Linked DNA regions of Mus musculus: all the other regions are linked to region 2. A link is a contact called in public HiChIP or PLAC-seq and promoter capture Hi-C data. All regions are on one chromosome and are shown on one strand. The core of a region is the stretch at or near the end of the contact, and the rest is flanking DNA. Distances in the headings are between cores, read along the strand shown. Region 1 overlaps Gm31718 (a long non-coding RNA gene). Region 2 holds the start of Coa6 (cytochrome c oxidase assembly factor 6). Region 3 holds the start of A630001O12Rik (RIKEN cDNA A630001O12 gene). Region 4 holds the start of Kcnk1 (potassium channel, subfamily K, member 1).

Evidence for each region. Promoter capture Hi-C pulls out the DNA fragments that hold promoters and counts their contacts. HiChIP or PLAC-seq counts read pairs in DNA pulled down with a chosen protein or histone mark.
Region 1: a contact with region 2 is called in an H3K4me3 HiChIP or PLAC-seq map of embryonic stem cells, with 5 times the contacts expected there. The contact joins the enhancer-like site here to the promoter of Coa6 in region 2. A contact is called at or near these places in 3 of 39 promoter capture datasets (the HPC-7 cell line, cranial neural crest and embryonic stem cells), 1 of 484 Hi-C or Micro-C datasets (the G1E-ER4 cell line) and 2 of 115 datasets of contacts at active chromatin or transcription factors (craniofacial prominence and embryonic stem cells).
Region 3: a promoter capture Hi-C map of stem cell-derived epiblast-like cells shows a contact between it and region 2, with 4 times the contacts expected there. The contact joins the promoter of A630001O12Rik here to the promoter of Coa6 in region 2. A contact is called at or near these places in 10 of 39 promoter capture datasets (the C10 cell line, cranial neural crest, embryonic stem cells and 5 more), 4 of 115 datasets of contacts at active chromatin or transcription factors (effector CD8 T cells, embryonic stem cells, memory CD8 T cells and 1 more) and 1 of 9 other capture datasets (embryonic stem cells).
Region 4: a contact with region 2 is called in an H3K4me3 HiChIP or PLAC-seq map of forebrain, with 4 times the contacts expected there. The contact joins the promoter of Kcnk1 here to the promoter of Coa6 in region 2. A contact is called at or near these places in 1 of 484 Hi-C or Micro-C datasets (embryonic stem cells) and 3 of 115 datasets of contacts at active chromatin or transcription factors (embryonic stem cells and forebrain).

What each region holds. Positions count from the first base shown.
Region 1 is chr8:126,869,577-126,875,415 of GRCm38.p6, reverse strand. All of the region lies in intron 1 of Gm31718 (a long non-coding RNA gene), which reads left to right. Among named protein-coding and RNA genes, the nearest start is that of A630001O12Rik, 23 kb to the right of the region's middle. Within about 2 kb of position 2,310, at least 42 of the 459 cell types and tissues checked have an H3K27ac peak or open chromatin away from gene starts, as enhancers often do.
Region 2 is chr8:126,420,914-126,426,761 of GRCm38.p6, reverse strand. Coa6 (cytochrome c oxidase assembly factor 6) reads right to left here and starts at 4,261. Exons shown (of 2, transcript NM_174987.4): 1 at 3,932-4,261; 2 at 1,327-1,759. The coding sequence starts at 4,075. The coding sequence ends at 1,664. Gm51604 (a long non-coding RNA gene) reads left to right here and starts at 4,392. Exons shown (of 2, transcript XR_003947620.1): 1 at 4,392-4,493. Tarbp1 (TAR RNA binding protein 1) reads left to right here. Exons shown (of 30, transcript NM_001159907.1): 30 at 1-110.
Region 3 is chr8:126,846,394-126,851,681 of GRCm38.p6, reverse strand. It overlaps A630001O12Rik (RIKEN cDNA A630001O12 gene), which reads right to left and starts at 2,662. Exons shown (of 2, transcript NR_151740.1): 1 at 2,452-2,662; 2 at 1-2,321. The region is part of intron 1 of Gm31718 (a long non-coding RNA gene); the gene reads left to right.
Region 4 is chr8:125,993,436-125,999,237 of GRCm38.p6, reverse strand. Kcnk1 (potassium channel, subfamily K, member 1) reads right to left here and starts at 4,136. Exons shown (of 3, transcript NM_008430.2): 1 at 3,424-4,136. The coding sequence starts at 3,778.

The DNA of each region.
Region 1 (5,839 bases), core at 1,061-3,560, 450 kb before region 2:
ATTATTATTATTAATGATTTTTTATCTTGTATGCCTATGTGCACGTGTGTGCATGCCATGTAGGGGCCAAGAGGACAATGTTGATGTTATTCTTCAAGTGCTATCCATCTCAATTATTTATTTATTTATTTGGTTTTTCGAGACAGGTTTTCTCTGTGTAGCCCTGGCTGTCCTGGAACTCACTCTGTAGGCCAGGCTGACCACCTTGATCTTTTAAAATTTCAATCTTAAAAAAAAAACAACCAAAAACCTTATTTATTGATTGATTTATTGATTTATTTTATTTTGCCTGTCTGCATTTCTGCGTACTATACTTGTGCCTGACAGAGGCCAGAAGAGGGCACCAGATGCCCTGGAAATGGATCTATAAATGGTTTTGAGCTGTTCTGTAGGTGCTGGGAATAGAAACTGTCCTCTGGAAGAACAGTGCTCTTCATTTAGTTGAACCTTCTCTCTAGGCCCTAGTTTTTAAACTTACCAGAACTTTAAATTCTATTCTTTGATAATTCATATGTGTATACAATGTATCTTTATCAATGTATATCCAACCCAAAGTCTCTCCCCACTCACTGGATCCTACGAATACTTCCTCATTTCCTCTCCTTTTTGGGTGTGGGATTTTTTTAAGGTAGTATTTATCCTTAGAGCCTGGGAATGATCAGGCTAGGTTGTGCAGACAGCTGTACAGACTCTTCTGCCCCTACCTCCCCAGTGCTGGTATAACCAGGATATGCTACCACCCAGGGCTTTTGTTTATGTGTGTTCTTGGGTGTCTAACTCAAGTCCCCATGCTTGCAAGGACAGCACTTTGGATGCCCACCCACCTCCCCAGCCCCTTCTCTGTGACTTTAAGCAACTTTGACTGCACAGCTGTCTTGCGTGTCCCACCCTCCCCCCACCCACATTTTGGAGGTGCATCCAGCTGGCTCCTCTGAACCTGTTCTTTTCATTCTTATCCTTTGCTTCTTTTCCCTGGGCATTCTGGGCTCACTGTCTAGACTGGGGATTCACCGTGGCTTTTCTCACTGTGTGCACCACCCCCTACTCCCACCCCACTCTGCTGGATTCTCACAGCTTCTCCTCGACCAGCACTCCGGCTCCGCAGCAGTGGCTTTATCCCCCCTCAGTGTCTGAGGAAACTGATTCATCGCCTGAGGTTCTGTCTGAGAACTGCTTTCAGACAGCCAGAATCACATTTGAGCCTGTGGGTGGGATCTGGGTTTGGGTCTGGACTTTCTTTTGCTTTGATTAGCTTGGTTTGGCCTCCCTCTGGGATGTGGGTTTGCCTCTATGTTTCTTTTTCTTTCTTTTCTTCTCTCTCTCTCTCTCTCTCTCTCTCTCTCTCTCTCTCTCTCGTATAATTTCATGCCCAGTCTCAGGGTTGATCCAAGAGAAATTCTTGTTGTCAGTGACCCGTAGAACCTCTAGAGTTGGACTATCAGTCCTTAGGAGCTTGTCACCCTCTGTGTCTAGCCAGCTCAGGCCAAAGGTGTGAGTCTGTAGATTAAAGTCATATGATTCCTGTCCCAAGTGGGTATTAGTTAACGGTCTTAGTGGCATTTTTAGGGGTTTTGATGGTGGGAGGAGAAAAATTTCTTTCTGTATAGGAAAACAACTACTCAGTTTGGTCTGGAATTCATTTTCTTTGCCCAATTATTTTCAATCAAGCAGCATTGTGAGGAGGAAGCTACTGTGAACTTGTTTAATAACTCAACATTTGTGCCTTTGTGTTTTTCAATATTCAGAAATATACATTTGTTCCTTTTAAGAGTCCTGACAAGAGCTATGGGGATTTAACAGGAACCAGGCTGCAAGACAGGGGTGGGCCATCCATCACGGTAGAAGGGTCGCTGACAGGTTTAGAAACTGTCTTGGCTACTTTTCCCGTTGCTGTGGCAAAACACCTGACAAGACCAACTGGCAGGGCTATTTTGAAGGTGCAGTTCTTCGTGGTGGGCAGGACACAGTGTGACGAAGGGAGCTCTTCACTCGGCACCCACAGTCTGGAGTCAGAGAGAGAATACTGTGGCTCAGCTTTCCGTCTCCTTCCTGTTTTTATTCATCTGGGGTCCTGTCCCATGGGATGGTGACCACCCCTCATTCAGGGTGGGTCTTCCCTTCTGAGTGAAGCCTCTCTGGAAATGCCCTCAAAGGCACACTCAGAAGCAATTCAAAACTCCCATCAATTTGGCAATAGAGAGTAGCCATTATCATACCCACTAAAGACTCCATGTCCACCCCAGCAACTGAGAACCCCGAGACCCCTACAGGGAAGCGGGAGGCTGTGAGTGCATGACATTCACAGACCAGCAGTGTGCCATGAAGGAGGTAAGCAATACTGTATCAGGCAGGACATGCAAGAACACCACAACCCTGGGAATATGTCCCTGGTGATTTACAGGACATACCCTCAAAGCTCTGCTTCTTCTCTCACTAATAGATGAGGTCTCTGTCCCTCCTTCTCATGCATGGGAGATGACTTTGACCAGTAAGTAAGGGGACTGTGACATTATGTGATATCTGAAACAGGGGGCCTCATGAGGCTATATGGCTTCTGTTTTGAGTTTTGTGTCCTATGCTTCTGGTCTCTGTCACTAGGGAAGTTTGACCACTGTGTGGTGGCCGTGCTGGGAGGAAGCTGAGCCACATGGAGAAGACACGTGAGGCCTCTGGTCAGCAGGCTGGGTCTCTGAGTCAGCTGAGTCCTGGCTCCAGATGCCTGAGAGGTCAGGCATCTAGTTGACTCCAAACCTCAGCTATGGAGTTACCCCAGCTTTTGAGACTTCCCGGCTGAGGCCCAGATATGTGACAGATATCAGCCCTCCTTGCTATGTCCCGTCTGAATTCTTCATGTGTGTGTGTGTGTATATGCATGTACATGTACATATGTTTGGGGGCGTATGTGGAGGTTAGAGGTCAACCTCATGTGTCAGTTTTCAGCCATCCACCTTGTGTTTTGAGATAGGGTCTCTCACTGTCCCAGAACCCATCAAGTAGGCCAGTCTGGGCTGGCCCGTCTCCCAGGGATCCACCTGTTTCTGCCTCCCCGGATCTTTTCTAATTATAAATTTCTAGCCCAGATCTGTCCTACAAACATCGTTGCATATGCAGGCGGCTTCGTACTTTCCTCTGAAATCTAAAAATTTTTACCAGAAACCATTCCAGCGTGTTTATTTTTACTTTCTGCCTGCACTTTCGTACATTTGTGACATTTCTCCAGAAAGGTTTTCCTGAGTGGCTTGATTTTAACTTTGTTCTGCTCTTTGCTTCAGTTTTCAGTTTCGGGGGAGGGGGGACTCTTGGCTCCCATCTGCCCATCATTTGTTTTTGGCCCTTTCTCCCCGATCCCCTTCAGTTCTCTTACTTCCTGCCATTTGCGGTGTTGCGTTCCCATTTATCCTCGCTGCTGATCTTAAGTCTGGATCTTCTGGATTTGCTCTGTTTTTAAAACCCAGTCCTTATTTCTGGATGGCTTCATCCTTTTACTCTTAATACTGTCTTGAATTCTCTACATCGGCTTCTGAGTTTTCCTAACGACCATTTATGATCTCTCCCTTGCCCCTCATCGGAGTCTCACTCAGGAAAACCAAACTTGCCACCACTGAACTACACCCGGAGCTCCCCAGCCCGCCCTTAGATCTGTTTGTTTCTGTCTGTTTTAAGACAGGGTTATACTATATAGCCCTGGCTGTCCTGGAACTAGTTCTGCAGACCAGGCTGGCCTTGAGGTCTCATAGATCCACCTGCCTCTGTCTCCCAAGCGCTGACCAGCCCTTGGAGTTGTGAAGTCGTGCCTTGTTAGGTAGTCAGGCTGTGTTTAGACTTGGCATTCTTCTGCTTCTGATTGGCAAGTGCTGAGACTACAAGTGTGCACCACCTTGCCTGACCTCATGTTTAAAGGTTTAAAATGTAAGAGACCTTTCTTTTAATTATTTACATTTATTCCTTTGTTTGGATGTGCAAGTGCGCCTGCCATGTTGTATGTGGAGGTCAGAGAATTATTTGGGGGAATTGGTTCTCTCCTTTCACCATGTGGTTGCTGGGGATTGAACTCAGGTCATAAGGGTTTGATGCCAAACACCTCTACAGCCCTCTTATCTGCCCCTGCCTGCTATTTATGGAGTGGGTATCTATGAAGTTTTTTTTTTTTTGCTATTCCCCATGACATATATTCTTTATTTCCTTATTGGAGATGATATATATTGCTATAGGTGCCATCCCAGAATATTCTCCAGTCTATATTCAACATGTTAGCTAACATGGTACTTTAAAAGACTTGCATCAGACCCTGTGATGCTGCTCATAAATCTCAATGGCTCTATAGTCCTAGGCAACACACATTTCCTCACATAGGTTTATAAAGGGCTCTGTGTTTCTGCCACATTTCTCCCTACCCTCGATGTCCCTCATAGTTCATTTTAATCTATGTGCCCCCTTGCTTATCATGTCTCAGCTTATGGGCCTCCACATGCTCCTGGGGTACTCCAGGAGAGGCTCTACCACCTACGCACTCACAGCTGCTGTCCCCAGGACCTTCTTGGAACACCTCATCCCCTGTGGTCTTCTGCACCCCGACTTTTCCTGTTTCTTTTTTCTCTCTTGGCTTTTATATCTTATATTCTAATTCCTTACTTTGCGAATGCGAGTCAGAGAGTAAACTTCGGGAAGTATCTGAAAACAAATCCTTCCGGCTCTGTCAAGGGGAAAGGCAGTGGGTTAGAGAAAGAGCAGAGAAGATGGTTAGAGAGAGACACTGTGGAGAGTGTGCTGCAGCCCTGGTAAAGGGCAGGATTTGCGACGACTACAAAGGTGGAACAGGGAGAGGAGAGGGAGCAGTCCAGGCTGGGACACACTGCTTCTTTCATTGATGGACTGCTGCTCTCCCAGCTTGCCCCAGCCATTCTCATTCAAGCTTAGTTTTAAATAGCTGAACTACTCGGTGTGTGCGGCTAGGGGGAAGCTCAATTGCTTAAAGGGAGTGAATATCTCACTATCTCTCCATCACTATCTATCTATCTATCTATCTATCTATCTATCTATCTATCTATCATCTACCTACCTACCTATCAATCTATCATCATCTATCTATCTGTCTATCTGCCTATCACTCACTCAATCAATCAATTAATCTTCTATCATCTATCTATCTATCTATCTATCTATCTATCTATCTATCTATCATCTACCTACCTACCTATCAATCCATCATCATCTATCTATATGTCTATCTGCCTATCACTCACTCAATCAATCAATTAATCTTCTATCATCTATCTATCATCTTTCTATTTTCTATCATCTATCCATCCATCCATCCATCCATCCATCCATCCATCCATCTATCATCTATCTGTTTGTCTGTCTCTCTATCTGTCTCTGTCTCACTCTATTTCTGTCTCTCTGTCTCACTATCACTATCATCTATATCTCTATCTCTCTGTCTCTCTCTCTTTCTCTATCTCTCTATCTATTATCTATCTCTCTACCTCTCTAAATATCTATCTATCTATCTATCTATCTATCTATCTATCTATCTATCTATCTATCTGCAGTGCTAGGGAGGACTGAGCAGCACCCTAGCCTGGAAGAGGCTTTTTCCTGTGGGTCTCAGGCTCAGACTCTAGCTACCATCTTGTTCTCTCTGTGTTCACTTGGGGCTGTGTTGAGGTGGAGATTTTGGGTGACAGATCTATTTGTGTTGGAAAGTGGTGTTGGCAGGAAGGTTGAGGGCACCCACTTCTCCACAGTCCAACCAGTTTCCTGTCCAGCTTCCTTCTAGTGGCCCAGGGCAGCATTCCAGGAGGGCACAAGCAGAAGATATCAGGCTCAAAATCACATG
Region 2 (5,848 bases), core at 3,012-5,511:
GATTTTTAAAAAGGAATTTTTAAGTTATGGTCTTCCTAGAAACCGGTATTGTCAGACTGGCAGAACTAAAGTTGTTATTTATGGGCACCTGTGCCCTTCTGTTTTGAGAGGCTGCCTCCTCTCCCTGCTGCTATGCACCTGTGTATTCCTGCTGAGAGAGGGAGCACATGTGACAAGACGTGAGTCAGCGCCAATGATGTTCTTTATCCTCAGGTCCTGAGCTTCATTTCCAAAGCCAAGGATTGAGCCCTGGTTGTTTGAGCTAGGGTTCAATGAGATTTTCTTTACATGGTTGTGTCCTCACATCATCACCCCTGTGCCGCTGAGCCACTCCCGTGAATCCCTACTGAAAGCAAGAACAAAATCCATCAATGCTTTCTGTTCAGATAAGTGCATTATTCAATGGTAATCATTATCATTGTCCAGCAAGGAACTTGCTAACCCTGGAATCCTTTGAGTAATACTTAAATATCTCCCGAAGTTTTGATCTGCAACAGTGTTTCAAACATAGACCACCACATCTCCACACCCCCACTTCCTCCAGATGCCACTCCTGTGGTCTGACATAACCTACATTATCAGTCTGGCTTCTTTCAGGTAGCCGAGTGCATTCCCAGCTCATCCAGGTCTTTGCTTGTGTTGTTGGTATTCCATCCATCAATGGGATAGAGTACTCCTCCTGCCATAGGCATCTGGTTTTAAATGACTTGAGTGATGCTGCAGGCTTTGCTTTCAGTTCATTTGCTGAGGTAGCTAGGAGTGGGGCTTGTGGGTTTAAAGGTCAGCATGTTTGACTGAAAACCTCTGTAGAGGGCTTTCCTAGTTTACAGTATCACCAAGAGTGTCTTGTTCTGCATCCCTGTCATCACTTGGTATTGTCAGACTTTAATCGAAGCCATTCTAACTGGTATCTAGTGACACAGCAGTATGGCATTAATTTCCATTATTCTAATATTTAATGATAAGGAGGCTCCTTTTGCCCACTTTTTAAATGGGATCAGTTATCTTATCAAGAATCATGAGGTATTTTTTTGTTTTTTAATTCTGGATTCAAGTTCTTAAAGAAATATGTGACTTGTGAGTATTATCTCCATATTTGTGAGCGCATCCTTAGGCATTTTCTTAATCATCTTTGAATAGACCCAGTTTTCCCTTCCCAATCTACATAGTTATTTCTTCTTTGTCTTACTGAAGTAGGTAGCAACCCAGGTATTGTCTGATCACTGAGGACATTTGAACAAATGTTAACCCATTGATTAGTTAACTTCATCCAACTTCATTGTGTAGTTTTTGTATTAAAGTGCTAACTGCCAGAAGCACGCAGAATAACCTATCTTAGTTTTTATTTATTTTATGTGCAACTATATTTGCCTAATATGCAGCTCTTATTCCAAAGGGGGAAAGGAAAATAAACAATGTATTTTTATAATAAACTTTTTATATAATGATTTTATGCTTTTTCTTAGAATAGATCCCTCACTTTAATTAAGGCAGTCCTTCATAGTTTGGATGATGAGATCTTTTGCTATTCCAACAATTTAGTAACTCTTGTTTACAGAGAACAAGTGCTGATACACACTGTGACTCAAGCTGCTTTTGTCCTGGAATCATTTCTGCAAGTCCAGAGGAGTAAATTCCACTTGTGTGAAAGTCCAGAAAGAGCCTAGGAATTTTCAGTCGACTGTGAAGACTGGAATCCTCCTGCTTCAAATTTTTCCTTGAATTTTAAGTAGTCTCTTCTTTTGTCAAAATATTTTATCTATGGAGATAAAAAGGCCTGACATTAGAGCAAGTTACACAGCTTAGGGAATCAAAAGCACAGATTTAAACGTAGCATGTTACTCATTATCAATGATACTGAAGCAGGATGGTAGTTTGTATTCTGGAATCCTGAGTCAGGAGTCTAGTCAGCTTCTAAGAAGCCTGAAGAACCAGGAGTCTATCCTTCATGACTAGTGTTTCTGTTTAGTGTCCAAACGACCTGGGAACTTATGAAACAGTTTTATGCACACTGGGGCCTAGTAGGTCAGGAAACTTTCAGTTTTACAGATGATTGCTGGCTATAGGTTCAGTGTGTCGAATAAGTTATTGCCCCTGGCATTTTTCTCAACTCTGTTTTATCTAGAAGCACACACATCTGGGGAGGCAGACAAATGACTAACTAGTCACATTATGAAGATTTGGGGTTTTTATTCACAGCTTCCTCTCTCTTCATGGGGTGTGATACTGACCCAGCACCTGTAGACAGGACAAATGCAGGACACCCCCTCCCCCCCAACATGTGCACTGTGAGACTAGAAAATGCTGCTCTTGTTAAAAGCCTTCAGTGTATGCCCTAATGGACCCCCCCCCCCCCCCGCCTTGTTCACTGAGAAATCGTGTTCTCTTGCATAACAGGCAGATTTGAATGGCGCACCCTCTGGCCCAGAGTATCAAAGGTAGCCCTGACTGCCAACCCAGGTGTAGGTTTCAAACAGTTTCTGAACACGATGTTCAATCTTTAACTTCATGGGAAACAGGACCCCAGTTCAGAGTGGGTAAGGAACTGTTTGTATACAGCTCCACTAAGCCTGTCACAACACTGCTTCCTCTGAAGCCTCATCCCTCCCCTTAAGTCCCTTTGGTTTGATGGCCTCTGTCCCTCTGTTGTATTTGACATGGTATTCATAAATCTGTTCAGTCTGTCTGTCAATCTTGAACTAACTGCACTAGAATGGGTGTTGCATAAAGGATATAAGATTAAAAAGCATATGATATCCCTCACATTTTGTGGCAAATTATTGTAACATCTGTCAGGATCAATGCCCCAAGAGACAATTACATTTAAAGGTAATTTAGGCATTCCATCCCAACTTAAATGGGGTGGGACAAGCCATACCTTCTACAGGACTGATTGATCAGAACGGGAGTGACTACGGAGAGGTTTGATTGCTGCCAGGTCTGTCTTTAGCTCTCTCTACTCTTAAGCTCTCTTAATCCCTTGCCCTCTTCTGTGACTGACATAACACCCTGGTGACAGGTGAAACCTTCTGTAATGTTTTAACAGACCACTGGCTTCCACCAACCAGAAGGCTTCCTTTGCTGTAACAAACTTACCTTTTGTTTCCACCGTTTGTTCTGTTCCATAAGACTGCATAAAACTTCTGCCAAATGGTATCTGGGGAAAACCTCATACTCTGTTCCTGAGCCAGTCACTCATATTTGGCTACAAAACAGACTAGCCCTTGAAGCGAGAGCAGTATTTTGGTGTTGACAACAGCTTGTCCAGAACTCAGCACCTCTTAGGGTGTTTCTCCTCCCGAACCTGTGGGTGCACCAGCCACCCTGAGCTGTGGTTCTCTTGTCCCTGCATAGCACATGCCCACATCTTTCTCATAGGACCGCTGTAGAGCAGAGTACACGTACACTTCAGGATCTTAGTTCGAATCCTCCACTACAGAGGCTGCTTCATCCTGGAGAAATGTTTCTCCTCTGATGCATGACTCCCGCGGCATAAATCTGGATGCAAGACCTCCCAAGGCTGAATTTAAAATCCCAGCGAATGAATCCAAGTGTCTCTCTCAGAACACATTCCCATGATCCTCCATCTCCTCCCCACCCTCTCATGCACGAGTGTCTTTGGACACACCTCTCAGTCTTTATAGGAGTCGACAGAGGCTGGGACAAGGCGAAGAGAGGGAAGAACTAATACTGAGTGAGCCAGACTGCTTAATATGACCAGGCTCTAGGGGAGGAGCTGTGAGAAAGGCTATGGACGCCTGCAGAAGTCACAGCGCTGTACCACCAGGTCCCTTCTCCAGAGTCTGGTAGCGCTGTCATTTTCTCCAGTAATACCAACTAACTGGTGACTTCCAACGCGTGACCTTGCTCCTCAAAACCCACCCTAAGGTGAGGGTGCGCGCAGGGATGTGTTGCACCCCGCGGGACTTACCCACTGCTGGGGGCAGCTGGCCTCGAACGAGCTCCTCAGCTTCTGGCACCGGGCCGCGTCCTCCGCGTTGTCGTCCAGGCAGCGCCAGTACAGGTCGCGCGCACCCCAGCATGCCTGCCTTTCCTTCATGGAAGGGGCTGCCATTCCTGCCTGCAGTGGTCACGCGGGAAGCCACGCAACATGCGACCGGGGCTCAGCCTACGTGGGAGAGCGGTGTGGACTGTGGTTCCCGCACGGCGGTGTCGCCCCGCAGGTCCACCGACTGCACAGGGAAACTCACTGCGAAAGTACCCGCCGCCGATTGACCTGCCCCGGCCTCCGTTTGCAAATAGAAGGGCGGGACTTCCGGCCGAGTCCGTTTCTCCGGCGGATAATTTCCGGCACCAGGGGCGTGGCCTATGGGCGGAAACTAATATCTGATTGGTACCGCCCTCTGTAGCTGCGGCTGCCCTGATTGGCTGAAGAGGGACCCGGAATTGGCGGAGGCGGCCGAGCCGGCACCAAGCTCCGTTCTCAGAGTGTGGTGAGAAGGGGATAGCTCGCCGGAGAGCGCCGACTCTGGGTGAGGGTGAAGCTGAGGTTGGCCATGCTAGAGGTTCCCTGTGCCTTTTATCAATGTCAGGTTATAAAAAGGTATCCGGGCGTGGTGGCACACGCCTTTAATCCCAGCACTTGCGGGGCAGAGGCAGGCAGATTTCTGAGTTCGAGGCCAGCCTGGTCTACAAAGTGAGTTCCAGGACAGCCAGGGCTACACAGAGAAACCCTGTCTCGTATATTTATCTCATTTTATCGATATGGCTGCAATTATGACTGTGCATAATGGTACATCAAGAGCAGACATGAATGAAATGGGAAATAAAAGCAGTGATGTTCGCAGCCAGCCACAGCTGTCTGTATATCTCTTCCCGACCGTCATAATCAAGAATTCATTGGAAACTGAAATAACAGTAGCAATTTCAGTAGTGAAGTTTAGCTCTGTAGATGACAAGAAAGTGAGGCTCTTATAAACAAATGAAGTTTAGCAAAGTGTACAGTTTCTAGAGAGATGGTGCTAGTAGAAATTTAAATTTGCACTGAAAATCCTTCTACAGACAAATTCCAGATAGTTCCTCCAGGAGGTTCCTCTCGACTTTTACTAATTAAATTCTACCTGTATTCTTGCTACTGTTAACTTGTACTAGTTACAGAACCTCCCCAACTCTGAAATAACAAACTCCTTGGAACTCATTGATTTATAAGAGAGAGGAAGAGGAGGGAGAGGGATAAAATGGTGTGATAATGCTTTATATGTCTCACTTAACTAAGAGGGTTTGCTGTAGAAGGATTAATGTACATGATTATGGGAGCCATCCAAGACTTTGTTGAAGGTGTTAGACATTATGCATTGTATGTTCCCCAGTGTCTTGCCAATATATTAAAAAAAAAAAAAAGTCCTATTCAAAACTCTGGTGGACCTGTATGAGAAAATATGATTTAGGGGTTGAAAATTAATTTTTAAAAATTTATTATTTTGTATGCATGGGGGTACTACATGCATGCAGCCTTGAAAAGGTTTTTTTTTAGCCCCACTCATCTACACAAACCCAAACAGCATCATGAAATGGACAGAAAAGACAAGTTGCAGTGCAGGCATTCACTATACCTACAAACCGTAAGACATAGAAACCCTTTCCTTCTCTAAAGGTGCACAAGACAGATGCAACACTGCTGAGAAAATGAGCAGTCTATGCAGATACTGAATCCTCATTGGTTACCACAGCAGTATATGCAAATACTGACGTCCTCATTGGTTAGCACAGCAATCTATGGAGATACTGACAGACATCCTCACTGGTAACCACAGCAATATATGCAGATGCTGACTTCCTCATTGGTAATCATAGCAATATATGCAGATACTGATATTCTCACTGGTAA
Region 3 (5,288 bases), core at 1,413-3,912, 430 kb before region 2:
TGGCTCATCCTAAGAGTAGCTTCAGAGGGTGTGAAGGACATCTGATTTGGCTCCTAGATTATTCACCCACTGCAATGACAGTTATGATAAATAAAAACAACCTTAAGTTACCAGCCAGAGGCTGTGAGCTCTCTTGGCTCTGCTTTACCTTGTGTGACCTTCGGGAAGTCATCTGGACCTTGGTTCTCCCAGATGTCTGATGAGATATCAGGATTTTTAAAAAATTTATTTTTAGCTTATGTGTATGAGTTTTTTGTCTACATATGTGTATGTGCACCATGTGCATGCTGGGCACCTGTGGAGGTGAGAAGAAGACTCCGTGGAACCGGGGTTGTAGATGCTTGTGAGCCTCTCTGTAGGTCTTGAGAACCAGATTTGGGTCTTCTATGAGCAGCCAGTACTCTTAGCCACTGAACTCTTTCTCCAGCTCTAGAAACAGGTTGTTTTGTTTTGTTTTCAGGCGATACTTCTATTATCTCCAAGGGTCTAAAATGTGTTTCCGGATGTGAAGGGCTAGAACATTGTGATTTATATATTTTTAAGACACTTGGATCTGTTTGGCTATCCAGAACCATGGTCTGCAGCGGCTAATTTAGTTAATTCCATAATGTCTGCGATCTGGGATTTGATTACTATATTGGATATTTGGTATTTGAGGAGGAAGGTCTGCCATGCCTGTCTCTACCCTTGACCCTGGTCATCTGTCCTGATCCATCCAGCTGTCACCGAATGGAGGCTCCTTAAGAGAATGTAGCCATGTGTGATTCCTCCATGGAACTCAGAAAAATAATCAAAGTCTAGACCATGGGACAGAGAGCACAAGAGGTCATCTTGGATAGACATGACCTGTCAGAGAAACTTCATGTTCATGCTGTCTTCATTTTTTAACATGATTATGTGTGCATACATACAGGGAAGACATGGCTCCACATGGGTGGTGTCTTCAGTCACCTCTCCACCTTACCTTTTGAGACAGGGTCTCTCACTGCACTTGAGCTCACAGATTGGAGAGAGCAGATGTCAGCAAGCACAGACTCTCCCAGTGTGTCTCCCCAGAACCGGGAGCTGTGCTTCACTTACTTCTTATGTGGGCTCTGGGGATTAGAACTTGGATCCCCAAGTTTGTTAACACTAAGCCATTTCATCAGTCCCTGTTGTTGATTGATGTATGGGCTTCATTGGTGTCCATTCTTTGGGAACTTGCTGCATGTTATTCAGAGGGGGTCTAGTCTGCAGGGGCTTTGATGACAGAGGCAACCTTTGTTCATAACTGCAAGGCTGCAAGAGGAAGCCCCATGTCTGTTTGATGGCTCTGCTGTCTACCGGATACAGTCTTTCTAACAGCCAGGGTTTTGAATGACCTGACCTCTTTCCCTCCCTCTGAGACTGGAAGATACCAGCTTCACTTTAGCCAGCTCAGGCAGGGAAGGCTCAGCTAGGAAGATCCTGCCCAGTATAAGGGCTGATGGTGTAGGGGTTGAATACCCAGTGGTGCAATAGTCCCTGGGACCTCCACTGTGGCTTTGTGTCACAGTGATCAGGGGACAGGAGAGGCCAGAGCAGGGAACTGCTCTGTCCAGGCCTGGCGTGCAGTGGTTTCCTGCTTTACTAAGTGGCCGTTGCTCTGTACTGATGATTCATGATGTTTGGAAAGTGTGGCTGTGCGCTGAACAGGGAAGTGAAGAATAACACAGCCAAGGTCAAGGCAGGACAAGACAGGACAGCGCCATTACCAGCCATGCACTGTGTGGAAGATACAGAGGGTGAGGGCAGTAGTAAATCGAGGTCTGGTGGTCCTTGGCAGAGTGAGCCTGTGCTCCCCCTTGCAGGTTTGCAAGTAGTGGTCACCTGTCTGTCGCTGGAAGCCAGTGCTGGTCTTGGCTGAGCTGGGCAAAAGGAGGAAGTGGAGGGTGAGTGAGTCAGCCTTTGTTTCCTCTCTGAGTCAGGGTCGGCTCCATTTCTGAGGTTGGAGCCAGGGGGCACTGTGTGGCTTTCTGTGGATTCTTTGAACTTGTAGTCAACACTGATGATCTGCCCCTTAAGGCCGCTGCCCCTTCAGTGACCTTTTAGATGAGTAAGGGGATTAAGCTGGATCCTGCAGCCCTACCACTAGCCAGACTCCCCTTTGACTCAACTGGAGCTCTTCCTGTGGTCAACGGACAGAGTCCAGGGATAGGTTTCTGGGGCTGTGCCCAGATCAGGGCATCCTTATGCCAGGAGTCAGCTCTGAAGGGGCAGCTGGGTTTGAGAGTCTCTTCTGGTGATGGGTAGTGAGGTCATCTCCCTGGGCTTCAGTCAATCCTTAGGTTGGTGATGCAGTACTAGGAAGACGAACACATGGTTAGGATGGTCATACCAGGAATTTCCACGGACAGTGCAGAGCTGACTGTGGCGGGTCAGGTACAACCTGTTCTAAGAGCATTCCTTGTGCTCAGAGATGAGATTACTCACCCAATGGAGACTTGGGACTCCTTTACAGAACACTTCTATGTCCCTGGGCCTTGGCGCCTACCCATCATCGCCTTAGATGGTTAGCGCTCTGACCTTCCAGCACATTCTTCTTATTTTTTCTTGCACATTGCATGACCAGGCAGATGGTCGGTTGGTCCTGCTCAGCCTAGCAATGTTGGTGGGGCTATGTAGCTGCAAGTAAGAATGCTGTGAGTTGAGGCAGTTGGAGCTTCTGGTACAGCGATAGGCAGGCCAGGGGCTCCCCTTGCTCTCACGCCAGCTTCCTCTGAACTCTGATTCCAATCGCTTGTCTTTGAGAAACTTCCTCTACCTCGGTAGACAACGTAAAAGATGGTGGCTTTCGATACTACGCACGGCCTCACTAGGGAGTGACTGAAAGTTCAAAGTCCCAGACATGGCCTTGGTGGCCTTTGCTAGGGCCAGGTAAATGTCAGTGGTTCCTCCATGGTGGTGGTATGGGGAGTGTTGATCTAATAACTGCTCACATCTGGGCTGTGTGATGAGCAGGTCCTTGCCTAAGACAGACAATGAGGCTCTTCCTGAGTCCCAGCATGAAGATGCAGCCTTTCTGCCCCTGCTCACCTTACCCAGAGCCTAGCAGCGAGGAGTAGGGCCCCATGGCGGGTTCATCTGTCCTTTAAGCTGTTATTTCCTGGGAGGATGTGGTGGTGGGTGAAGGTCTCCTTCTGGAGATACAAGCTTCAGGTAAAAAGCTGTGTGATTTTTTTTTTTTTTTTTTTTTTTTGAGCAGAATTCCTTGGAGAGTGCTCTTTGCAACCAAACGGAAGAACAAAAGGACAATTCTCAGAAGCACACCAAAAACGAAACCAAATAAAAACCCCATAAAAAATCCCTATGGGGTAAAGGAAATACCAGTCTGATGCCTTTTGTGTCTTGTGTTGGGTCATAAAGGGCAGGCTCTCTAAGAGGTGGTGTCAACAGTGGCAATGTGGCAATGTTTGGACTCCAGAGAGAATGCTCTGGAAAACAATAGAAGGTGACACCCACGTGTCTATGTGACTGGCAGCCATCAGGGACAGCCTCATGGCCAGGGCATGTATGGAGCCTGGGAGAGGCACTGGGCAGGAAGGAGCTCAAAGTTTGCACATGGTCACCGAGAGCTGGCAACTGGGCTTGTCCCTTCTGGGCATGACTGATGTCAGAGGATCTCTGACCTCCACTTAGTCACTAGATACCAGTCTGGAACTCTCTTTGAAGATGAAGTAAACACTCACAGTGCTGATAATAACAGCTGGGTGATGTCACACGGTTATCTGTAGCTTGAAGAGCTGCACCTGGGTGCTGGAGTGACTGACAGGCATCAGACTTTCTGTTCCCTCATGGGCCTTCTGCACGAGGGGCCACAGTTTGGGGGCGTGGTTCAGAGGCTGCTTCAAGGATGGAGCTGAGGATGCGGTGACTTTCACTCTTGTTTCAGGAGGTGACAACATGCCAGGGATGGAGCTGTGCTGTCAACCACAGCAGCTGCGTGTGGCCTGTGGCTGGCAGCTCGGCCTACATGGGTACCTGCCATGAGGCTTGTGGGAGATTTCGGTTCTGCTCTGTGGCTTTGAGCAGCAGGGAAGCCATGGTGTGTGTGTGTGTGTGTGTGTGTCTTTATTGGGGTATGTGAACAAGAGCTCACATAGCTCAGGCTGGCCTCAAACACACTAAGTAGCCAAGGCTGGCTGACCTTCAGCTCAGTGCTGAGATCACAAGTGTGCACTGCTATACCCAGCTTCTGTGTGCTGTTTGCTGAGCTCTCTGCCCTGGAGGCAGCTCTGAGCCTTTCAGGACTGACCCATCCAGCTTGTCATTGATTGACTCCTTCTCTAGCTGTCATTTCTCTCCTTGCTGCCGCTCCTTTTGTCTCGATTGCCCTTGACTGAGAATTTGTCTTCCTACTTTCCTTTTGTGAGGGTGAGAGCTCTGACCTCATGGTGTGGCCTCACTGGGTCTTAGAAGGAGATCGAGGTAAAAGCTTGTTGCAGGGAGACCTCACGAAATCCATCTGCTGCTTTGTGAGAAGAGGCTGAGCAGGTCGGGTTGCAAACATGGCTTGGCAGCTAAGGGCAATGAAGCCTCTTGCAGAGGATCCAAGTTCAGTTCTCAGCACCAATGACAGGTTGCTCACAGTAGCCTGTAACTTCAGCTTTGGAGGGTCTGACACTTTTTTGGGAACCTACACTTATGTACACACACAGATACACACACACACACATACACACACAGAGACATACACATGCACACATCACACATATGTACACACAGAGACACACCCACACCATACCAACCACTCTCACACACATATACACACATACACACACACATACACAAATATATACACACAAGTATATACACACTTCACACACACACATACAGATACAAATATATACAGATAGACACATGCACATACCACACACATGCAAACACACACACACACATACACACCACACCACACCACATTAACTACAAACACATCCATACACACACTCATACACATACATTCATACACACACATATAGTACAGACATAGACAGACACATCATACACACACCACACATATACACACATACACAGACCTACCCACACCACACCACACCACACCACACCACACCACACCACACTAACCGAAAACATATCCATACACACACACACACACACACACACACACACACAGATACAATCAATACTTAGAGAGAGAGAGAGAGAGAGAGAGAGAGAGAGAGAGAGAGAGAGAGAGAGAGGAGTTCAAGGCACCATATCTCAACGGGTTGTTCATCACATACCAGGTGTCAGGTGTTGCAGAGCATTCG
Region 4 (5,802 bases), core at 2,887-5,386, 430 kb after region 2:
CCTAACACGTACCATAGTGTGGGGCCTGGAGTTTGAGACCCAGCAGTGAACAAAGCATAACATTAGAAGGAGGGAGAGAGGGAGGAAGGGAGGGAGGGAGAGAAAGAGGAAAGGAGAGAGGGAGAGAAGGGAGAGAGAAGGGAAGAGAGGGAGGGAGGGAGGGGAGGGAGAGAGGGAGGGAAGGAAGAGAGAAGGGAAGAGAGGGAGGGAGAGGAAAGGGAGGAAGGGAGAGGAGGAGAGAGAGGGTGAGAGAGGGAGGGAGGAAGGGGGAGAGGAAAGAGAGAGGGAGAGGGAGAGAGGGAGTGAATTGAGAGAGGGAGGAAGGGAAAGAGGGAGCTAAGAATGAATAACAGGGCTCAAAGTTTTACCCAGCTATTGATGATACTAGCATGATGATCTCTCGTTCCCCAAGAAGCCAGCTGTGATTTCCTTGTGTAGAAGGTGCACAGGTGCCATGCTCTCCTCTTTCCCTTACATGCCCCATTCCCTCGGAAAAGCCTGGCTCGGGAACCCTTTCCTCAGTTCTAACATGATTTTGAGATGCTGTCCTTAAGTTTCACTCGAATCAAGGTCGATGACATTCAGGGCTGCTCCTCCACATTCGTGGGAAGGGCAGATGTGGGAAGGCTGTGGCTCTGTTCTCCTCCCTCTTGTCTCAGAATAGACCTCCTCTAAGGGACCCTCACTGAAAGTAGGCAAGAGAGCCCACTTTATACACAGAAGGTAGAAATGTCCATGCGTATTGCCGGAGGCTGCTGTGCCACTTCTGTGAACAGCAAATACGTGGAGATGCCTCTCCTTGTGTGGTGTCTCAGCCAAGAAACTTGCAGTGGGGAGAGGCAACCATCTTGTCTCCTCTACCCAGGAAGATTAAAAACAGATCCTCCCATCTAAGTACTAACTAAGTTTCACCCTGCTTAGCTTCAGAGAATAGATACATCCAGAGCATGGCTGTAGACCAGTGAAGAATTTTGTTATCCTTAGGCCTCTTCTAAAAGGGCTGGGGACATTCCACCCATTTCCTTCCATCGATGGAAGCTGGTGGCATGGGGGCCAGCAGACACTGACAAAAGCCCTTGTTAGCCTATGCTAAAATGGCAGCCAGCAAGGGTGTCTTTATGGGGTTTGCTGTGGTTTGAGTTTAGTAGGGAGTGGGAAACAAGGTCTTACTACCTCAAAATCACAGCAATCCACCTGCCTCAGCTTCCCCAGTACCCAAGGCCAGCAGAAATGTACCCTTGTGAAGCCTGCCCTACTGTTCCAGCCAAACAGGAAAGGGCCAAACTAGCTGACAGTCACAGTCAACTGACGGAAAGTTTACTGTGAGGGGAGGAGGGATGCAGGCCATCTGAGGTCTTCTCTTGCAGTGAACAGTTTCTTAAGTGGTGAAACCCACCAGCTCCAATCTTAGCACCATCTGCATCTCTGCCACAAAACCATTTTGGAAACCAGAGGTGCTATCAAATGTGTCCGATGATGGCATCAGCTCAAAACTGAGAGAGGAGGGGCTTTGACTCACAGCACTCTGTTCACTACACCCACCGTCTCACCGATCAGCTGGTTTTATACACGGAGAGTCTCCTCCTTTGTCTGGCTTATCCCTAAGTGCCCCTTGCTCTCCTTTCTTAAATAAACCCTTGTTCCAATACCACAGTACAGACTTTCTTCCTCAGAAGGACAATGCAATAGGAATACCAACACGACACCCCACTCCTCCCCTCATACATCAGACACCCCACTCCCCTCTCGAGGATATTTCAGGAGTTGTGGTGATTCCTAACATTAGGGGCTGAGCTCACATTAAACAAAGATTCCCCAGAAGAAATGGGATCTGAACTAGCTTTTGATGCATAGGATACCAGGATTATACAAGAACTTCAGCACTGCCCACAAACGCCACCTAGGAAAAGCATGCTTTCTCTCCTGGCTCTTCCTATCCCTGCCCTGTCTGCCAGGCCCGCAGGGTAAGGGCAGTCTTCATTCTCAAACTGCTCAGCCAACGTTGTGAGCCAGTTGTGAACTTTATGTAAACATTCATGTCTATGGTGGAGGAGGGATTTACACTCTGACACAAATAGGATCCAAAAAGACCTGACTGGCCTGGGTGATGTTGAGATAAAGCCGGGACTGTGAGCAGCAGGGGGGGGAGGAGACTTTTCTTTGGAAAGTGAGCCAACAGGTTTGTCTTGTTTCGGCATCCATTTAACACAGTTTTTTTTTTTTTAAAAAATACCGCAACACAGCCTAGAACTCTTTCTGTGTCGATTACAAGTTCAGGAACTCACCCCAGATTTCCAAACAATAAATTTACCTGATCTGGCTGGAGGTTGGGTGTTTACAATAGTGGGTAATTAATAAAATAATTTACCCGGCCGCAGCCCAAAGGAAGTTGAGAAGGGTCAGCCTGAGAGGCAGAGAGGAGGGAGAAGGAACGGCTGGAGTAACCCAGGTGCAGTTGAGTCACTTGCAAAGGTGGGGCAGGGGCATAACACACTGTTCCTGGCAAGAACTCACAAGGCTCGGATTCCAGAGTGTCCCTGGGCACTGTGTGACCTTGTGCCTGCCAAAAGGGGCCATTTCAAAAATTGGATCTCATGCATAAGAAGAAGGCACGGTACTGAGGCCCTTTGAGAGTCCCTCTGGCTGTCCGTGCACCGTTTATGTCCTTCCTAGCCTGCACGCATGGCTAGCCACCACTGACGAAACCTGGCCTCTCTCCATCTAGTCTAACTGCTATGCCCCTGGGCATGTATGTTCAGCTGGATTTCTAAGCCTCTTGAAGACGTTGAAGCCTCAAAGTAGAAGAGAAGCTCAACGCACCTAAAGTTGAAGTAACCGCTGATTCAGGAAGCCCCACCATGTGGGGCCCAGGTCAAGTGACTCCCTTCCCTTCTCCCACCCTTCCTCCTACTCTGAAACCCCCATAGGCCTGCCTGCTTAGAGGTCACCTGCAGAGAGCAGAGTGATGTCACCACTGTCCCCAAAACAGATCCAAAGAAGCTGTAATAGGTCTACAGTAGGGAAGGGAGTCACAGTCATGAAGGTGACCCATCCAAGGGTCATTGCTAGGTTTCTCGGCCTGGGGTCTCTGGGATGGGGCCAGAAGGAGGCGAACGCTCTTAAGCACAGGATACTCTCCTCATCTCCTGGTCTTGCTGCTCAGTTGCCAGGACAGAAATGTCGGGGACCTACCCTCCCATCAGCTCCTACCTGCTCCTCACAAGGACGGAGAAGTGAATGAGACCCCTGCAGCCTCAAGGTCCAGAGTGTTTGAGACCATTCCCAAAGAGTAACAGCTGCAGTACCCATATCGTGCTCCGGGGTCACCTCACTGGCTGCCGCCACTGCGAGCCACCGCAGGATGCGCCCAGCGGAGGCCTGGGGACGCCGGGGTTTGGGGTAAGGTGGCAGCAGCGGCCCTACCTGTGGTGGAGAGCACGGTGCTGGCGAAGAAGAGCGCCGAGGTGAAGTCCCAATTCCAATTTCCCGAGGCGTTGCTGAGCACCGACACTCCATAATTGCTGGCCTCCAGCACGCGGCCCAGGAACTGCTCCAGCTGCGGCTCCGACAGGCACTCGTGCTCCTCCAGGAAGCGCCGCTTCAGCTTGCGCAGCTCCTGGCGCAGCAGGTCCTCATAAGGCAGCTCCACGGACGAGAAGACCACGGCGCCGAACACCAGGTAGAGCAGGTAGCCCAGCACCAGGAAGCCGAAGCACCAGGCCGAACGGTGCCGCTCCACCAGGCGCACGCACGAGCTGCCGGCCAGGGACTGCAGCATCTTCCCGGCGCCCGCGCTCCGCGCCTCCCGCCGCCGCTCCCTTTCCTGGTTTCGTGCAAATACAAGAGGCCAGATGATGTGGCGGTGACGTGGTGGCCGGCTCAGGTAGCGGGAGTTGGTCGGGCGGAGCGCTCTCACCCACTTGGCGGGAGCTGCTGGCTGCCCGCGCCCCCTACCTGGCTTCCGAAACCGGAAAGTGCAGGTTTGGTGGCGCCAGACCCTGGCCAGGCCACCCGGAGGCTGCCTGGCTCCCTCTTCCCTTCCCCAGTGCAGTCAGCAGGCCTGAGCTGAGAGAGAGAGAGAGAGAGAGAGAGAGAGAGAGAGTGTGCGCGCGCGCGCGCGCGCCACCGTAACCCCCGTCCTAGCTACTTTTGTCCCCCCAGGCATTCCTCCTGATTAAAGCTACTATAGCCAAATACCAAGGGTACAGATAGATCCTGTCTTCCTCTGTCTTGTTGACTGGACAGCTAAGCCATTTGCTGCCCAGACTATTGAAAATACAATGAACCTCTTTCTAAAAAGCTACTTGAATCCTCTCCTGACCCCATCCTCCACCTGGAACAGGAAAACACAGCTTCTGGATTTTAGCCTAAACAATACCCCAAACTTTAAGGACTTCGTGGTCAGGAGACAGAAATGGAAATGTGCGCTAGGGCACGGAGGAACTGATGGTGGATGAGGTTGGGTTCTACATTTCTGCATAGACATGTGCAGCCGTGTGCTTCTAGAGTCTAGCTGTGTGCTTCTAGGGGTGGGGGTGGAGGACCTGACTCTGTGACACTTCCTAGAGAAGGATGACAGTCACATACATAAGACTCAGCATAGCTGTATCCTGTCTTATATATCGTGCCATACATCATACCTATTGTCTTAGGTTTTTATTGCTGTGAAGAGACGCCATGACCACAGCCGTTCTCATAAAGGAAAATATTTACCTGGGTCTGGTTTACGGTTTTAGAGGTTTAGTCTATAATTATCATGACTGGGAACATGGTGGCACACAGGCAGACATGATACTGGAGAAAGAGCGGAGTGTTCTACATCTGGATTGGCAAACAGGAGAGAGAGAGAGAGAGAGAGAGAGAGAGAGAGAAAGAATAAAACTGGGTCAGCGTGAGCATTTAAAACCTCAAAGCTCAATCCCCTGCGACACACTTCCTCCAACAAGGCTACACCTCCTAATAGCGCCACTCCCTATGAGCCTGTGGGGGCCATTTTCATTCAAACCACCACTCCACACACAGAGGTGTATTTTTGTCATTACATGCACATGGAGTCAAGAGTCAGGGACATTCTAAAGGCTCCTAACTAGGGGAATGGGAGCAGGAAAGATGACGTAGTGGTAAAGTACTTGGGTACCCAGACTTGTGGTCAGACACTCAGGACTCGAATTAAAAAAAAAAATGTTGAAGCATCATCATCATCATCATAGCATTATCATTATTATCAATGTCTCCAATGAACTCCGGGAATGGACTCCGGTTGCCGGGACCGTGGTTAGCACCTGGACTGCTGAACCGTTCCCCAGCCAAGATGACATCTGATCTTTAAAGATGAATTTGAAGACTATGCAGACGTAAGCACAGCTGTCTGGAATCTCAAATATGCGAACCGTTTATGCTGTACCCTGTAACAGAACTGTGTCTGCAAAGCAGGCTAACATGTAGAAGTAGAACTGCCTCCAGCAGCTGTTTGTGGGGAAGTAGAGGAGAGAGGTAGCTTCAATTTCTTATATTAAAAAAAAATACTCCTCATCTATGGTAGATGATATCAGTAAGAGAAAGCATTAAAGTAAATCCGAATTAATCTAAATACTTGGAAAATTCCATCATCTGCCTACTGAACAGACGTTCTTAGAAGTCATATATTCATAGAGAGTGTGCAGCAGATTTACTCTTTTTTTTTTTTTTTAATTTTAGTGAATAATCTCACCTCCTGCCTTCCTCAGAGATCCCTCCACATCACTCTCTGTATTTCAAAGTCCCCCCATTGGTCATCCATTTCTTCCTTCTTCCCCTCTCCCA